2 separate regions of the Sus scrofa genome follow, and region 1 is linked to region 2. The links are chromatin contacts, called in public Hi-C maps. All regions are on one chromosome and are shown on one strand. The core of a region is the stretch at or near the end of the contact, and the rest is flanking DNA. Distances in the headings are between cores, read along the strand shown.

What was found. Hi-C and Micro-C count contacts between places; a contact is called where the count stands out from the background.
Region 1: a Hi-C map of omental adipose tissue shows a contact between it and region 2, with 1.8 times the contacts expected there. The contact joins two enhancer-like sites. A contact is called at or near these places in 1 of 5 promoter capture datasets (liver), 18 of 47 Hi-C or Micro-C datasets (alveolar macrophages, embryonic fibroblasts, fetal skeletal muscle and 8 more) and 2 of 2 datasets of contacts at active chromatin or transcription factors (alveolar macrophages and skeletal muscle).

What each region holds. Positions count from the first base shown.
Region 1 is chr10:13,035,717-13,038,416 of Sscrofa11.1, reverse strand. No RefSeq gene overlaps it. Among named protein-coding and RNA genes, the nearest start is that of DNAH14, 11 kb to the left of the region's middle. Within about 2 kb of position 1,381, at least 1 of the 83 cell types and tissues checked has an H3K27ac peak or open chromatin away from gene starts, as enhancers often do. A contact at or near this core is called in omental adipose tissue, where this site is marked.
Region 2 is chr10:12,864,660-12,867,359 of Sscrofa11.1, reverse strand. All of the region lies in intron 4 of CNIH3 (protein cornichon homolog 3), which reads right to left. Among named protein-coding and RNA genes, the nearest start is that of WDR26, 110 kb to the right of the region's middle. Within about 2 kb of position 1,434, at least 3 of the 83 cell types and tissues checked have an H3K27ac peak or open chromatin away from gene starts, as enhancers often do. A contact at or near this core is called in omental adipose tissue, where this site is marked.

The sequences.
Region 1 (2,700 bases), core at 132-2,631, 170 kb before region 2:
TTTTCTATCAAATGTTTATTCAGTACCAGCTATGCCCCTGGCTGGAAATAGCATGAGATGAATCAGGTAAGGGGCTTTTCTATCAAATGTTTATTCAGTACCAGCTATGCCCCTGGCTGATGCCTGCCCTCTGAGCAACCCATCCAGCAGAGGAGAAAAATGGGGTTTGGTGGCAGTGAGCTGAGGGGACTCTGTGGGAGGAGCTAGGGCTGGAAGCTGGGGCTCTGACCCTGTCTGCAGCTCAGAGGATGCCCATTGCAATTTCTGCCCTCATCAGTTCCTGCCACTCCTTGCGGAACCTGATGGGATCCCAGAGATCACCTCTGTTTATTGCTTAATTTTAAATTAAACACTGTGTGGTGGCCTCACAAGTGTCTTGACCTGCCCTTTCTCCGAGACATGCTAAGCAGAGGTCCACACCACCAGCAGAGGGCTCTGAACTCTAGCTGGCTCTTTTCAAGGGACCCTGTAGGTGTAACACATAAGAAAATCTTTGAAGCTGAACCTTGTGAGGATAACTCACTTTGGGACATTTCAATTAAGCATGCTTTACAGAATTAGGAATCTAGAATGGGATGAGGGTGGTGACTGAAAAAAAAATGTACAATACGAAAGTTGAGAATTATATTTTGTGTGGCAGACAGAACTGAAGCTTAAGTGTGGGACACAGCCTCTCAGATGGCTCTGAGGGACTGCTCTGCAGAGGTATAGGGAGCCAGGCTATTAGGAGTTCTGGCATCCAAGACCAGGTAATCAGAACTTCAAAAGTTTACTGTTAGTGAAAGAAAACTGGACATCTCAAGTGAAGGAGTTTAGCGCTTTTCTTTGTATAGGAAGGTGCAGACGTGTGGGCTCCCTGCAATCATTCCTTTGGCAGGCACCTCAGGTGTTTGGGGCTAGTATCCTGTTCTTGCCCATCCTGAGTCCCCTCAGGATGCACCATTGGGGAGGTGGCCACAGTGGCTGTGGCTGTCTGCCTCCTGAGTCCCCTCAGGGCTCACCCTGCCTGTAACATCCTTTGTCTACTTGGTATGGCAGGGGACATATTTTCACTCACAAGGGAAATCTGACTTCACCTTCATTTGAGATCAGACTTGTGAGACACCTCAGGTGGCCTGTCTTCTGGGGCACGGTCTCCTCCCCCTTGGTTAATGACAGCTGTCATTGACTGGCATCTGTTGGTACTAAGCACTCTGTAGCTGTCATCTCTTCCAATCTCAGCTTCTGCCATGGCCCTCCTGAGAGAGCCAGTTCTCTCAGAGCCACAGGAACATCTCGTGATGACCCCCGTCCAAGCCAGGGCTGGATGGGCAGCGCTTACAGCCTTGCTCCTATAACTACAGCAGGCTCAGAGCACCAGCTTTGCGACCGTCAGCAGAGATGGGACCGTCAGCTGTGTGGTCAAAGGGTGGGAGCTCTGAGAGGAAACCCACGTGTCTCCTCAGCTGCCCCACCAGCCACTTCAGGCAGAGCCCCTTGTCAGCATCACCTGAGTGACCGCTAGCTGTGGTGCGGGGACCTGAGAGCCTCCAAAGCTGGCCTGAGACGGCACAAGACTGGTCCCTTCGACCACCTCCTCAGAGCTCACTCCTCCAGACCCTATGCTGGGCACTCGGAGTGCAGAGATGAGACAGGCCCGGTCCCCATTCTGGATCTGAAACTGAGGCGGAAAGGAGTAACAAACCAACACATTGCACATGGATTTGGGCGGATATTTGTTCACTGGACTGAAAGCCATAACACTGGGACCGTTTTGCTCCACACGGAGTTTACTCTCTGCCTGACCCACTTTCCACACGTGGATGCCTCTCCGTAATATTCCCTAAAAAGGTGAATATTGAACTGAGGTAAGGAGGTCGCCCTCGATGCTAATGTTCGGGTTTATAACCCAGAAAATTTGCCCTGTTTCCCCTTTATGGGTCTCGAGAGCACTTAAGGGCAGCATAGAAGTGAAGCCAGAGATAGATGGGTCCAGGCTGAGCAACTGTAACCTGTTCCCTGCAGACAGATAACGTCAAGGTCAAAGCTGCATCCGGCTTGGATAAAAGATAGACACCATCCATTTCTCTTTCTTGAGGTCAAGGAGACCTTGGCAACTCCACACTCGCAGAAAGCTTCCTCAGGGGTCAGAGAAGGGACAGGCACCAGACATAGTACATCCTGTCAACTTCCCAGACCCTGGCGCTAGAATCCATCCTGTGGCCAAAAGATGCTCACACAGGGGAGGGTCCTGAGTCAGGCCAAGGCCAGACGGAGCAAGATGATTGGCCGGAGGAAGCCTAGAAGGCCCACCCCCATACAAGGGATCTCACCACCTCCTAAGCACCTGTCACGCTCTGCCTCTTTGCTCTTCCCTCTGTCTGTCCCTCCCTCTCCACCCCTGCCCACCCGGCCTTCTCCACACCTATCGTCCCTCTCTTTTTTCTTAATAAACACTTACTGGCCTCACCACCTTCAGTTCTAGTTCTTCTCCAAAGAGACAAGATCAAGTGGTTCAGGTTCAGCATTCTCACCCCACGGCCACGCGAAAACAGAAGGGGCACCTATGTGGGTGACTCTCTGATGATGCTAAGGCTCAGGACTCCTTCACCTTCATAGCAACGGGACCTCTGTGCTTAGAGGGATGTCACCTCCCCACCCCACCCCACCCCATCCCCAGAAAGCCCACGACCTACTGGCCTGGCTCCTTTTTCTGGTTCA
Region 2 (2,700 bases), core at 185-2,684:
ACCCAGCCCCGGCCTCTAAGACTCTCCACTCTTAGAAGGAGCATCAAGGACAGAAGAAAGAGGGCAGCAGGCAAGGTTCTCCAGTGGTTTCAGGGCGTTTCGCAGGCTTTCCATCCATTCTCTGAGCACGCCAATTCCCTCTCCATCAATTCCGTCTTGGATTATGGTGGCCTGAACTGATTTCTAAGAACCTTACCCAATATAGTCCCAAAATAGAAATCTGACAGCTGAATGCCCAGGGAAGGCCCGAGAAGGCCGCTGGAAGAGAAAAACCATGGCAAGAGAAAGGGAAGAGAAATGTGGGTCGCGTGGAGCCAGCACCGGAAGAACCACAGGATTCTGAAGCTGGGCCGGAGCTCAGAGCTCACTTTGCTCAGCATCTTCATTTTACACGTGTGAAAACAAAGAGGCCCAGGTAGACGCAGGGACCCGTCTACAGCCCAGAGCAGCCTGCTGCCAGCCCCACTCGGCAGCAGCGCCGGCCCCATCCGCTGCCAGCCCCTTTCTAGGGCATGCCTTTTGGTTCTAAAACTGCCAACCAATGAGAGCAAAGGATGTCAAGCCCAAACACATTTTTTCTCCCGTCATTTTTCTCCAGTCAGCACATATGCTTCGTTGGCCTCAGCTCAATTTCCTCATCACTCTCCAGAACCTCCAAGAAAAATGATCCTAGGCTAAGTCACAGTCCAGTAGTGATGAAGTGGCTTTAAGTTCTCCCGGCATCTGGTTGCGATTCCCAACTCCAGATAATGACTCCACGTGCTCTCAGAGGCCGTCTCTCCCCCTCTACTGCCCCTTACACGCTCCACCCTCCAGCTCAGACTGTCACCAGTCCCCGCCCAGTGCCACCTCCCCCTCCATCTTCCAAAGTGGCCAACATCAGCTGGATGCCACCGCGATTCAGAACGCCTCTCCAAGGTTTCCAAGCCCCACCCAATGGTCTGCGTAGGACATATGACAAGGAAGATAAAAGTTCCATTTAGTTCAGGCTGGGAGGAGTTCCCGTGGCAGCTCAGGGGTAATGAACCCAACTAGCATCCATGAGGATGTGTGTTCGATCCCTGGCCTTGCTCGGTGGGTTAAGGATCCGGCATTGCCATGAGCTGTGGTGTAGGTCACAGATGTGACTCAGATCCTGCATTGCTGTGGCTGTGGTGAAGGCCGGCAGCTGCAGCTCCGATTCGACCCGTAGCCTGGGAACTAGAAGTAGCGGCATCTGTATGTCTGTTCGGTATAGAATTTAGAAGCAGTTGGCACAAATTTGTTCTCCTTGCCTTGGTCTGCCTACAGCCGCTGTGAAGGCTCCCGGGTGGGCAGTGCCTTCTACACACACACCACACACACACACACACACACACTCACACACAGACTGCCCCCTCTCCTGGTCACACATCCCAGGCAGACGGCACAGTGCCCTCAGAATCCACCTCCCCTCACAGGACTCCCCAGATCTGGGCCTTCCCCACCCTGGCTCCGATTTCCCAATCTTTGCGTTTCTGGGAAGACTGGAGTCATTTGGCTATTTCCATACCCTCAACCCTTGAACGCAGTTGCTGCTAATTCCTTTTCTCAATAAGGTTCAGGGAACACATTTCAATATTTTTGATCCAAGATACAAATGTCTCTCCGATACAGGGGACCATCTGGGCTGCTAGCACTAGCTGGCTAGGGTGCGATCAACTCTTTTTTTAGGGTTCGTGAATCAGTTGCCAATAAGAGAGAAGAAAAAAAAACCCGTGGAAGTCAGCTCCAAGGCTCTGCTCTCCTTCCCTGCATCTTTCCCCAGCAGGAGAGCGATCTCCCATCGTTGAAACGGACCACGTGAACACAGAACCAGAAAGGATAGCTACAACTGATGTTCTGGAAATCTCAGCCCACAGTTCTGGATGCCTTGGGGGAGGGCAGTGGTGTCAGCTAACTGCCCAGCGCCCGGGCCCTCCCTCTGGGCTCAGTAATGGTGTGCGGCCCCAGCAGAGCTGTCCACACCAAAGGAAAGGGACTACGACAAAGCGGCAACAGAGAGGGCGAAGAAGGCAGGAGGGAGAGGGCGCTCAAGGCCGGGGACCCACCAGCAACCGTAGACTCCGCCAGCCTGGAGCACCTGCCAGACTGTCAGAGGCAGAGCCCCCGGTGCCAGGCGGCTAGCCAGGGAGGGCAATAGTCTAAACGGGAAGCCCACAGTGGAAAAAGGATGTGAATGGAAAGCGGAGGAACGGAGAAAGGGTGGCACACCATGGACGCGCAGAGGCCTGGCCTGCAGTTTCTCCCTCGCTCGGAGGCGAGGCGTCCAGAGAGAGGAAATCAGGGTGTCTTTCAGCCCCAAACACGCCCAGGGCACACGTCCGCGGTTTTCACGGACACTGCAAAGGACCGCAGGTCAGAGTGCCATCTGGCCAGATGGCATCACAGAAACCGGCTCCCCTCCTCCCCCGCAGTCCCATTTGCTGGTCCTACTCAAGGGCAGACCACTGGGGGGGCGGGCCTCAGCCGTGAGCCTCTGGGTGGTGAGATGCAGACACGAGTTGGGTATGTGTGTGCTTAACTGCTCCCACGAAGGCAGTCGACCCAAGCCGCGTGGACTGCAAATGGACACGCAAGGATCTCCCCGCCCACACCACCCTCACCCCAGAGAGGTGGAGAAAAGCAAATGCCAGCCTCCCCAAATGTATGGCCAGGAAAGTGGGGTACTTTTGTTGCGGT